Regions from separate parts of the Sus scrofa genome. Here region 1 is linked to region 2. The links are chromatin contacts, called in public Hi-C maps. All regions are on one chromosome and are shown on one strand. The core of a region is the stretch at or near the end of the contact, and the rest is flanking DNA. Distances in the headings are between cores, read along the strand shown.

Region 1 (6,261 bases), core at 1,189-3,688, 220 kb before region 2:
AGTCACCATATCAAGGTAAATGTAAGTTTTTAATTGTTTTCACAGAATTTACCATTAATGTAACAGTATCGAATTAACAAGTATTCTCAAACACATGCCTTTGTTTTTGTTTTATAACCAGTTGCAGGTGGTCACCTCCTTATCCCAGCAATGTGACCAATGAAAAGACCACTGGGGTGTAAGTTGAGAGACAATTTTCCACTATAACATTAATCATTCCTGGCCCTAAATATATTGTAAAAGAGAAGACACGACTAGCTGTTCTCTAAGAGTCCCTCTACGCTAAAGCTAAATGATTCAATAATAATTTTGCTGATATTAATATATCATCTATTTGTTGATACAAGATTGTTCTCTTAGGAGAAAAGCGGAAAGGTGGGGGAACATAAATCTGGCGGGGGGAAACAAGGAAAACCAAAGTTTTAAGGAATGCAGAAAAGTTCAAATTTCAATTGGAACCCAGATCTAAAGTTAGTAACACTGATGTGTTTAAACATCCCTTCCTTGGAAGTTCCCCTGAGATGCAGCAGCTTAAGGATTCCTCGCTGCTGCAGCAGTGGCACAGGTTCGATTCCTGGCCGGGGCATTTCCACATACCATGGGTGTGGCCAAAAAAAAAAAAAAGGAGTTAATATTCCTTCAAGCAAATAATTTAACTTGTTACTGTGACCTGGCCAAAACAAAACGATAGTTGTTTGCAATTCTTATACTTCTAATATTACAAATATACAAAGTATGATGTAGATGTGAGCGCAGTGTAACTTTGTTAGAAATTCTAAAACTTACACTACCATGATTTTACCAGCAAAATATATATATATATATATATGTATACCACTGAAGTAACAGTGGTCAAGTCTTCATGTTTCACCTATTAAAAAGTCTAAGTTGCAACTTCTTTATATAAACTAATTGTTTGTTACCAAACCTATCCATGCAATATGGCTGCCCTCATGTTCCCTGGATACTTACACATGGCACTGAAGGCAAACAGCAGGTTTCCTTTCTTTGAGTAATTTGAGTTGTCTATTTTTGGAAAAACTCTTTTTCTTGTGGGACCAAAAAAAAAAAAAAAAAAAATTGTAACTACACTACTGCGGAGAAGCAATAAAACCATTAGCACAAATCTAATCTATCATCCGGATGCAACGAGCCTGGCATTAGTTAGGACTGGCCCGGATCGATGACGGTGTTTGGGTTATTTCTGTTGAAATTATTAACGTGTATACAGCACAGGCCCATCATTCAGGCCCGCCAACTGCGTTGACCTTCTCGTTGAGGACTTCTTAAATGACCACACGAAAATCTGAATTTACAAGTTTGATAACAACTAAGCGTGCATCAACGATACTTAAAACAGTTCCAAAAAAAAAGTTTTCCACTAATGTCGCTAAACCATGGATGGATCCCACCACGAGAGTCGTCTGTGGAAGTCTCGTAACAAGAAACCGTTAGCTCCACCACCTAAGTTTCCAATCACTGAGAAGGGTCTGGGGCAACTCATCTTCAGGTTCACGGGAGAAGTGGAGCACACCTGCTTTCCTCTGGCAGAGATTAAGCTCCCAGGGACCCAAAGGCCAGGGAATCAGACCTGGAGAAGCAAAAAGCTTTAGCTGGACACCCACCGAGCCCCTGGCCACCCAAACGCTTCGAGCGATTTACCTCTTGCGCCTACTGCCCGGGCACCGGGCGGCTGAGGAGCTCGCGGGGCAGGGGGCGGGAGCGCCCCGCGGCCCCGAGCCCCCGGTAGGGGCGGGGTGTGGACCCTCCTCGCCGGAGCCTGCGCCGCCGGCCAGCGCCGGGCCGCCCCGCGGCTCGGACATCGCAATGGCGCCCGCCCGGCGCCCCGGGCCGCCCGGCCTCGGCCCCTTCCCCCCGCCGCTCACTGGCTGCTCGGCTGCATGTGACTAAACAAAACCCCCGAGCCCCGTGCCCGGCTCAGCCCCTTTGTGTCCGCTCCCAGGTCCGCCGCCGCCGCCGCCGCCGAGGAGCCTCCCCCGCCCCCCGGCCCCGGCGAGGCCCGCCCCGCGGCGGCGGCCGCCGCTCACCTCGGGCTCCGCCGCCCCCCGCGGCCGCCGCGGCCGCCGCCTCCCCGAACCCGGGGCCCGGGCTCCTTGTGCGGCACCAACTCCGCCTCCTCGGCCGCCGCCGCCATCTTAGCCTGTGCGGCAAGACGCGTCCTGCGGAGGCTGGGGACCGGCCCGGGGCGGCGCTGCCCGGGCCCGCGCGCCGCGGCCCGGCGCCCCCGCGTCCTGCCGCCCCCCAGGCCCGCCGCCGCCGCGGCCCGCGCGCCCGGAGCCCACGCGGGGCCCGGCGAGCCCGACCGAAGGAGCCCCGAAACTCACAGTTTGGTGCCGTGTGCGTCAAACCGGGGCGACGTTGGGAGCGCGCGGCGTCCCCGCGTCACGCGCCGCTCTGTACGCTCGGCGGCTCCGACGGCCCCCCTGCGCGCCCCGCTTCTGCCGCCGGCCCGGGGCCCACGGCGCACGCGCGCCGCTTTCCCGCCTCGCCCCGAGCCGCGGGCCCGGGGACGGCCGGCGACGAGCTCGCGGGCGGCTTCGCGCGGCCGCGGCGCCTGGGCCGCGGGCACCGACGGGGGCGGCGGCAACAGTGCACCACTGTTCTCGGGTGCCAGGAGCCCAACAAGGTCACCTCCCCCTGCGCTGACCTCATCGCTCTCAAGGAGGTCCCCGCCCCAAAGTAGGCACGCTCCAAATATGGTGGTGCCCAAACTCTGCAAGACCCAAGCACTCAGGCAGGCCGAGGCCCTTTAAGGTGGAGCAGGCCCGGGTCTGAGTTCCACAGCCACGAGCGTGCCACCCTTCCGTCTCTTTCCCTGCTGTGGGGGAGAACAGCTGAGGACCTCCAGAGCGCCCGTCACAGCCGTAGAGTGACGGCAGAGCAGGGTTTCTGGCTCTCAAGGGCCCCGTTACTGGGAGATGCTGGATGGACAAGCGGAGCATCCAGGGTAGCATCTCAGGTCACGGGACAGCCCCTCCAAAAAAGGCGCCCTGGGTTTGGTCCAGCTCCATTCTGGGAGGATCCTTTCTCCTTGCATTACTGACTGTGCTGTGCATCTCCAAGTTAGTTATGTAAGAAGCACCTGAGATACTGGTTAATCCCTCAAAGAATTCGTAGGGCCTGGGAGAGTTCTAGAAAACTTTTTAAACACGTATCCACCGGAGAGTCTGAGGCCAGCGTTTCGTGGACCACTTTGAGAAACACTGATGAGGCGCTATTGGCTTTGCTTTTAAACTGGCAAACAGGAAGTTGCTAACATGTTTGACATGAACCCAAAGTTCCTGAGGACTCTGCTAATCCTGCCCTAATAAATTCTTTGTCTATTCTGAATCTCTGTTTTCTTATCCAAAAAAAGGTCTTCGGTTATTTTGCAGCTATCATGAAACCTTCAAGACATGATTGGCATTCCGAGGCATACACGGTAATTGCAGTCATTTGTCAAGAATGAGATGGGGACTTCATCATTATCAGCAAACAGATTCCCGAATGACAAGTATTTATTCTTGCTGCATTAGTTAAAAATAATAGTTTCCAGTGCTTACCATGCACCAGGCATTGTTCTGACACATTCAACTTCATTACAGCCTAATGAGGCAGAGAGAAGTTAAGGAATTTTCTCAACGTCACACAGTTCTTTGGACTCTTTCAAAATACCGATTTTTCTTTTTCATTTACACAAATGGGTAAACGATTTTTTAAAAAAAGTATGTTTTCAGCCACTTTGGGGGGGTTCCATCTGCAGAATCCATGAAAATCGTTCACTGTTGGACTTCAATTACTATGTAGCATGGAAATTCTTCTATCACTACAAAAGCAGTTACCAACAACAACAAAATGTACACTACTGACTGACCAATGTGTATCAGATGCATACCACCAGCAGAAAGAACCACTTCGAACTCAACCATGATCAGGAACTTGTTTATACAGGACTGTTTGTGGATACTAGAATTAAGCAGCTAAACTGTAATACTATAGCAGTGGTTTCAGTAGTAAAAAGTAGTAGTAATAATTGTTAAAGTAAAACGTAATGGTTGATGAACTTCTTTATAAACAGAATTGATGGCAAAAACTATGAGTGGGAGAAAACGTGATAAGAGCAGAAAGCTTGAGTAAGTTATTATTAAAAAAATACAATTTTAAAAATCCAAGGACCAATTATGTGGCTCAAGGCCAAAATATTTAAAGACATTAAAGGAAATTATGGTTGAGAATGAAAATCAAGATGTGGAAAACCATTTGACCCTGGAAAAAATTCACAAAGCACATCTATCCACTGCAATAAAAGAATCCTCTGATGAATACACCTGGTGAAGAAGCTTTGAAAACAAAAAAGAAAAGGAAAGCAAGGCTGGCTATTGTTACTGTGTTAAAACCTAACAATATTAGCACCATTTACCAATCTATTAGTTCTTCCAGTGAATGGGATCTCCCAATAAAAGATGCAAAGAAAGCCGTGCTGTCAAATGACCTAAACAAAAAGAAAATGTAATTCATTTAAAAATGTTTGAAACATAAAACACGAGTGTCCACATTCCAATAAAAACATGAGTTTCCACATTCCGATCCTTCTGAATCGCAGGCAAAAAAAAAAAAAAAAAAAAAAAAAATGGAACATTCAATTCATCTACTAGCCTAGCCGTAAATTCAAGTCCAAGTTTGGCTTATCTTCGGGCCTCACCCTAAGACGATCCACCTCTAGGTATCGAAACTGCAAGTCAGTCTCACTTGTGGAATTACGGGTATTAGAATGCGTGTGTTAATTGGCGCAGAGGAGCCAACACTGACTCCTCTGACTCCTCAGCTCATCAGAAGTAGCCCATGAGAGTATGTGAGCTTTTTCCCAGAACGTATGTGGAAAAAGAAAACGGGGCCATGGCAACGTAGATAAAGACATATTTAAGGAATAAGCAGAGAAGTGTGAGAAAATGAGAAATGAAAGGACAGAGGGATGTGTGGAGATTCAGGCAGGAGGTACCATCACAGAAGCCAGGAAGGATGGAAACATCTTTCTAACCGTGACAAATGGACTCCAATCTCAATGGCTATCGCAGTAAAGTTTCTTTTTGTAATCACATCACACTCCACGGCAGTTAGTGGGGCCCGGGAGGGGACACCTCACGGCAGCTATTCAGGCACCTAGGGTCCTTGCATCATCTGGCCGTGCCATCCCCTAAGGTCTTGGAGTCTTCTGCTGGATCCTCTGCAAAGAGAGAGGGAGAACGCGTGGAGAATCCTGAGTGCCGTAAGCTGAAGTGGCCAAGCTTGGAAGGGTCACCCATCACTTGTCACTTTCCTCTGGTCAGCATCTGGTCACGCAGCCCCACCTCACTGCAGGCAGAGGCTGGCAAATGTGGTTGGGCTGTATGCCCTGGAGGAAAAGGAAACAGGCCTGGCGAGCTCAAAGCAGGGTCTCGCACATCCTGAGTGAAGGCAGCAGAGAGGTTAAATGAGTAAGTGGAGTCCACTGTGTGTGCAGAATCATTGCTGACCTTGGCAATTGCAAGGTCAGTCGAGTAGCCCACTTGTAGTGGATTCAGGACAAAATGAAAAGGAAAGAAAGGGAACTAGCAACAGTCTGATCAGCTGTGGAAAACTGACACAATCAAGTGACTAGACTTACAGCACTGAGACACTAGTTCAAGGTTACAGGTAGGGGCCACTGCTTAAAGATTCTTGGCAACTAACCAGCAAACCTTCTTCTAGCGCACCAGGCCTTCCTGAAGGTTCACACACATTAGACTTGAGAAGTGCCTTTTCTGTTTATTTTTTCTGGAGAGAAAGATTCCAGACGTTCCAGAATATTTGGTTGAGATTCATCCAAAGAAAAAGGGCATTTGTAATTTCAGCCATCCCCTATGCCCTACTAAAGAAAATGAACTTAAAACAGTAAGCCAAAGGATTGCGTTATGTGTATTGATTTCCTTTGTAGTCGATAATTGGCAGATACCGTTATATAAGTGTGTTCTTTACAGGATAATAATTAGAAATTGGACTTTGATATCTCTACTTTAATTGTGAATGAAATTAAATGTCTTAAAATGGACATCAAAATCTCTATCATGTAGCATTTACTTAAATTTTCTAAATATGTTTCACGAAGGAAAAGAATGGTGGCTGCCACCTTAAAAAATAGATTTAGGAAACATTTAGTTTAAGGTAGAAATATGGGCCTAAAAATATATATTGATAATGTCATCTTTATTTTTCTTATCCATTTCTCTTTTATTCCACGGCATT
Region 2 (6,563 bases), core at 1,938-4,437:
CTGGTCCCGTCATCCTCCCTGAAGCGCAAGGACCTCACGGGAAAGAGGAAGGCTGCCACGTGCAGCCCTTGACAGAATGCTGCTAACAAGACAGCTAAACCTGTGTCCACATTAAGACTGTTCTTCCTTCATCATTATACTGTGGAGTTTTTCACTGATTTAGTTATCGGGATCTTCCCCTTTCCATCTGTTTAACTTAACTGACCTTTGTTTTTTTCAATTTATTGAAAAATTTATTATCGCTCCGTCACCAAGAAAATGAAATCATAAAAGTTTAGATAAATTAGCGTAGTTGTATAAACATCTAAAACAATTTCACTGTATGAACAGAAGCCTAGGATGAGAGAGTGGGAGCAGAAGGGAGTCACTCAAAAGTTGCCAGCCTAGTCTCACATCTTTATTTAAGCAGAGGATTTCAGAAGTGGAAAACAATTACCTTATAAAGCATAAATAAAAAGGCCAATCATGTTTCTATGTTATCCAAAAAGTAACAAATAAAATGTTCCCTTTCTAGGCTTAGGAGAGCTATATAATTTTTAAACAACAAGAAAAGTTTTCCAAATTAAAACACACCAGACCACTTTTACATGGCTATGCTACCTCAGAATTTGAGTAGAAAATCTTTGAATTCTTTATTCTAAAAGAAAATGCAAACAAAATTACTAAAACAAGTTAAAAATGTGTTTCCCAACCTAAATGTCCATCGACAGATGAATGGATCAAGAAGATGTGGTATATATACACCATGGAATATTACTCAGCCATAAAAAAGAACAAAATAAAGCCATTTGCAGCAACATGGATGGAACTAGAGACCCTCATACTAAGTGAAGTCAGAAAGAGAAAGACAAATACCATATAATATAACTTATATCTGGAATCTAATATATGGCACAAATGAACCTTTCCACAGAAAAGAAACTCATGGATTTGGAGAACAGACTTTTGGTTGCTGAGGGGAGGAGAAGGGAGTGGATGGACTGGGAGTCTGGGAGTAACAGGTGCAAACTATTGCATTTGGAGTGGATGGGCAATGAGATAGCACAGGGAACTATATCTAGTCACTTGCGATGGAACATGATGGAGGACAATGTGAGAAAAGGAATGTGTGTGTGTGTGTGTGTGTGTGTGTGAGAGAGAGAGAGAGAGTGACTGGGTCACTTTGCTGTACAGCAGAAACTGACAGAATACTGTAAACCAACTATAATGGAAAAAATAAAAATCGCTAAAAAAAAAAGTGTTTCCAAAAAAAAATCATTAGATAAACTAATTGAAAAACCTTCTATATAAATAGCAAATATTTTCAAAAGAACTTTCAGTTTGATTTCTAGTTCTGGCATAAAAGAAGGTAATGTATTTGGATTCAGAATAAAAACATTACGTATACAGTTCTGAAGCAATCCTATAAAAAACACCTTTTATCTAAAATTCTCCATGCCCATATTGTGCCTTATTTTTCTTCACAGTACTAATTGATACCTGGCATATTATACGTTCAGTTGTTTATCACACTCCCTGTAGAAGCAGCAAGGACTTTTTGCTCACTAATATACTCCAACAACCCAGAACAGGGCCGGGCACATAATAGATGGTCCTTAAGAATTCACTGTGGAATAAATGCATTAGCAATGATCATTTTACCAAAAAAAAAAAAAAATTTTTTTTTTTCTTTTCATAGCTGCACATGTGGCATATGGAAGTTCCTGGGCCAGGGGTGGAATGGGAGCTGCAGCTGCAGGTCTACACCACTGGCGCAGTAACACGGGACTTAAGCATATCTGCAATGCATCTACAACAGCCAGCCAGTCCTTGAGCCATTGGGCGATTCCAGGGATGGAACCCACATCCCCACAGAGATTACATCAGGTTCTTAACCCACTGAGCCACAATGGGAACTCCTATACACGTAATTTAAAATAAAAATAATCTTCCATCAATTCTGAGACTTAAAATTTTACCCCCAAATCTTTAAACTTCAATTTAAAAAGGAGATTTTTTTTCTATTCAGGACTCATGTGATGAAATCAAGAAGCTTCTAAAGGACCATGAATTTGACACTTGCGTTAGGTATTAATTTTTTTTAACACAGGCCCTACAAGGGACCTCACCACATCTCAGTATGAGTTTATGATTGTAGGAGATTACAGATGTTGGGGTAATTAATTTTAAGTTTTAGGTTTAGAGTCAGATTTTCTGAGTAAGTTTCCACGTTAGATTACGTTTTACAAAGTTCTAGTTTCAACATGTGGTATAGAATTACGCATTTTATTTTTTAAGCGTCCACTTCTGCTCTAACAGATCTTAAAATAACTCATACTGTTTCTGTGACTGCATAATCTGTTCAGTGTTGAGAGGACCTGCACCTTAACTGGTTACTTGGTCACAGTAGGCATCTTACCTTCTATAATCCTTACTATATAAATGTTCAGCTCTTTTAGTTACTCCTTACAATTTTCACCCTCAGAAATAGTCTTATTTCAAACGTACACAACCCCAGACAGAAAATACTGATCTGCCAGAAACTGGGAGTCAGTAAAGACGCTGAGACCAACACCTGCTGGGAGACCCACCCTCAGAAATGCCTGCAGGGAACCGGACAGAGTCAGCAAGGTCTTGGGAGCCAGTTACCACCGTGCGTCTCTGAGCCTCGGGCACCCAGGCCGTCGGGGGGGTCCTGACCTCCGCCCCCCGCCCGGGGGGACCCACGGGGTCACAGGCTCCAGCAGGAAGCGCACCGGGGCTGTGGGGTGTCCGCTGAGCCCGAGCCGGCCCCCCGGCCGCCGCGCCCGCGCCCACAGCCCTCGCGGGGCCGAGACGCACGGGGGATACCCCCGCGGGCTCTGGGGGCCGCGCAGGCAGAGCAGGAGCCGCGGGCTCGGAGGGAGGCCGCCCCGGCCGGGGCCGCCTCCGGCCTCGCCCCTCACACAGCCGGCGGCTGAGGAGCCGCGCGCCCGGCCGGGGCCACGCCTCGCCCGCCCCGCCCTCGGCTCCGAAGGCCGCGCGCAGGCCCCCGGGCTCCAGGCCCGCCTCCGCCCCGCCGGGCCGCCTTCCCCGTCCCCTCCTCCCCGCCGGGCCGCCGCCTCCCCGCCGGACGCCCGGCCCCAGGCCCCACCTTCTCCGCGGGCGGCCGGCTCCGCGCTCCCAGCTCCCGGCGGCCCTCGGAGCCGAGCGCCGATTCACCCGCCGGGCCCCCAGGCCGGCTCAGCCGAGCTCCAAGCGATGGATCGCCGGGCCCCTCTCTCCCTTCCACCGTCTCCTCTTTCCTTCCAGAAGTTTGTAACTCCTTTTAAATAGATCGCTCTCCGGGTACTGCGGCCTAAAACTCCAAAATCCTTTCCCCACCTTCTGGAAGCACCTGTGTTCTCCTTTCCTCCCTAAGAATGCCTTTCCTGGGCACCTCGTAGAAGGGAAATCCTACAGTCTTGGTCGTGTCTGGCTTATTCCATATTTGTAATGTTTTCAGAATTCATCACGTTGTAGCAAGTGTGGGAATTTCATTCCTTTTTTAAGGCTGAATGTTCCATTTGTATGTACATACACATTTTGTTTATCCGTTCACCCCTTGTTTCCAACCTTTAGGCTCTTGTGAATAATGTGGGCTGCAAAAATTGATTAACAGCAGGGCCCTGCGTGGCGGGTGGAAACGAATCCGCCTAGGAGTCATGAGGTTACGGGTTCGATCCCTGGCCTAGCTCAGTTGGTTAAGGATCCGGCGTTGCCATGAGCTGTGATGTACGTTGCAGACGCGGCTCAGATCTGGCGTTGCTGTAGCTGTCTTGTAGGCCGGCAGGTGTAGCTCCGATGGGACCCCCAGGCTGGGAACCTCCATATGCCGCTAGTGTGGCCCTTTTAAAAAAAAAGAAATAGGCAAAAGAAATGGGTGTACAAATATTTGCGCTGAGGCCCTGCTTTCAGTTATTTAGATATATATATCTAGGAGTGGAATTGCTGGGTCATATGATAACTCAAGTTTAATTTTTTGAAAAATCACCAAAATGTGATTTACTCCAGACCACTTTACCGTTTCACTACTGATGCAGAAGATTCTGACTTCTCCACTTCCTTGCCAACACTTGTTAGTTTCCATTTTTTACAAATTATAACCATCGTAGTAGATAGGAGGTGGTATCTCTGTTATGGTTTTGCTTTGCATTTCCCTAAGGACTAATGATGCTGAACATCTTTGCAAGTGCTTACTGGCTATTTTAATATCTTCTCTGGGAAAATGTCTATTCAGGTCCTCCACCAACTTTTTTTTTTTTTTTTTTTAAGGGCTGCACCCACGGCGTATGGAAGTTCCCAGGCTAGGGACTGAATCCCAGCCACAGTTGCAACCTACACCACAGCAGCTGTGTCAAACCCATATCTTTTAACGCACCGCACCAGACCAGGAATGGAACCCACTGTCACAATGAGCTGAGGCCCTGCAATTGGATTCTTAACCCACTGCACCATGGCAGGAACTCCTTTTGCCAACTTTTTGTATTATCTTTTTATTATTATTATCTTTTAAATTATATATTTGAAAAGATTCTGAATATTAATCCTTTATCAGATATATGATTTGCAAATATTTTCTCCCTTTCAGTAGGTTTTCTTCTTCTTTCTTGATAGTATCCTTTGATGCACAAAAGCTTTCAATCTTGGTAAAGTCCAGTTGATGTTTTTCTTTCACCTGTGCTTTTGATGTCCTATGCATGAAGTCATTGCCAAATTCCAATATCATGAACATTTACTCCAGTGTTTTCTTCTAAGAGTTTTACTGTTCTAGTTCTTATGTTTAGGTCTTTGATTCATTTGGGGGCATGCTGTGGACTAATAAGGGGTATTCATTTCAAATAAAAGGGTGGGGGGAATTGTCAAAATAGAGTTTCCTGGGAGTTCCCACTGTGGCTCAGCAGTAATAAATCGACTAGTATCCATGACGATGTGGGGTCCATCCCTGGCCTCACACAATGGGTTAAGTATTAGGGATTGCAATGAGTTATGGTGTAGGTTGCAAATGTGGCTCCGATACCAAGTTGCTATGGCTGTGGCATAAGCCGATTCCACCCCTAGCCCTGGAACTTCCATATGCCACAGGTGTGGCCCTAAAATACATAAATAAATAAATAAATAAATAAGTGTGTATATACACACACACACACACACACACAGTTTCCTGAAAGTCTGAAGAACTTAAAAGACAAGTAATTGTTGTTTATCTCACAGGAACAAGATAGTTTTCTACTAACACAATTGATGCCACAGGTTCTGGTTCATAATCAAAATTGTCTCTACTTTGTAACCTCTGATCTTTTTAAACTCCATTCAGGAGGAGTTGATATTGGAAAATTAGTGCTGATAGCTCTAGAAAAGCAGGAACCAAGAAATGTTGACGTTTGGGGACTATTTTTCTCTAAAAAACAGCCAGAAATGTGTTGTGTTATTGTCCGATTTGGAAAAGGTAAGACCATTCGGGAGAATCTGAAAATTGTACAATTAATGTCTGAGAAATAGCGAGAAAAGAAAGAATCGTTTGATATGATGGGATTCTTGGGAGGAAAGGCAAGTTTAGAGGATTACGCACTGTTGGGTGTGAGAGAGTCCAGTGCCATCTCTGCATTTAGTTGATGCTTAAATAGAAAAAGGATGAATGAATCAACGGATCATTGTTCCTTAGGGAAAGATTTAGTAAGTCTCAATATAACAAAGAAAATAAAAGACATAGGTTAATTAGAAAGTCATTCCTTGAGTTCGAGCTGCTAAGAACTACGTTTAATGGTGATGCAGAAGAGATGCGTACCCATATTTCAGGAGATCCATTTGCTTGTTTTTCAGGCAGAAATTGACTTCTTCAGCCAAAATGAATTTAAAATGTCTTCCGTTCTCCAAAGCCAAGAATGTTGATTCTAATGGAACTGCCAGATAGACCCAGAGCCAAATCATCCCACAGCCACAGCCAGCCACAGTGTATTGTTACAAAGAATATAAGCCTTCCAGAGAAATCAGCTGATAAAGACCCCGTATTCAATGGCTGTTTTTTGTGTGATTCCATAAGTAGAGTCCAAAATGTGGTAACACAAACCCTGGAGTAAGAAGCAAACATCCCAGAACAGAAGCTTTGGGACAAAGAGCAGTATTCCACACTGGAATAGAATTATTTCCTAATTAAAAATTAATAATAGTTTCTTCAGAAGGAGTAAACGGAGACTGGAAACCGATGCACATTCTCTATGAATAACTGTTTAGATTTGTGTAACAAATTGTACACACTTCTCCCTACAGAGTATATTGTGTTTAGTCATTCTTAGCAAATTCTTCTGCCATTATTATGGGGTCCCAAGGTAAATAGGAATGAACACCTTCCCTCTGGTGGTGATTAGAATCTGAATGAGGTAGGCTTTACCTGAGTGTTAAAATCAAGATTCTGGCTTCTAGAATCTTTTGTAAGACTGTCTTAAGGAACATGGGATATAGTATATACAAAAAGATTCTTTAAGGGAAATTTTAAAAACCACTAACAGACATTTTTAAAGATATTTGAATGTCAGGAATCAGAGTATAAAACAGATTTTAAGAAC

The links. A called contact is a pair of places that touch in the nucleus more often than the background predicts.
Region 1: a Hi-C map of embryonic fibroblasts shows a contact between it and region 2, with 1.6 times the contacts expected there. The contact joins the promoter of ZNF644 here to the promoter of HFM1 in region 2. A contact is called at or near these places in 3 of 47 Hi-C or Micro-C datasets (embryonic fibroblasts, heart right ventricle and skeletal muscle).

What each region holds. Positions count from the first base shown.
Region 1 is chr4:125,736,502-125,742,762 of Sscrofa11.1, reverse strand. It overlaps ZNF644 (zinc finger protein 644), which reads right to left and starts at 2,438. Exons shown (of 4, transcript XM_021090290.1): 1 at 2,346-2,438.
Region 2 is chr4:125,518,924-125,525,486 of Sscrofa11.1, reverse strand. It overlaps HFM1 (probable ATP-dependent DNA helicase HFM1), which reads right to left and starts at 3,187. Exons shown (of 40, transcript XM_021090252.1): 1 at 3,113-3,187.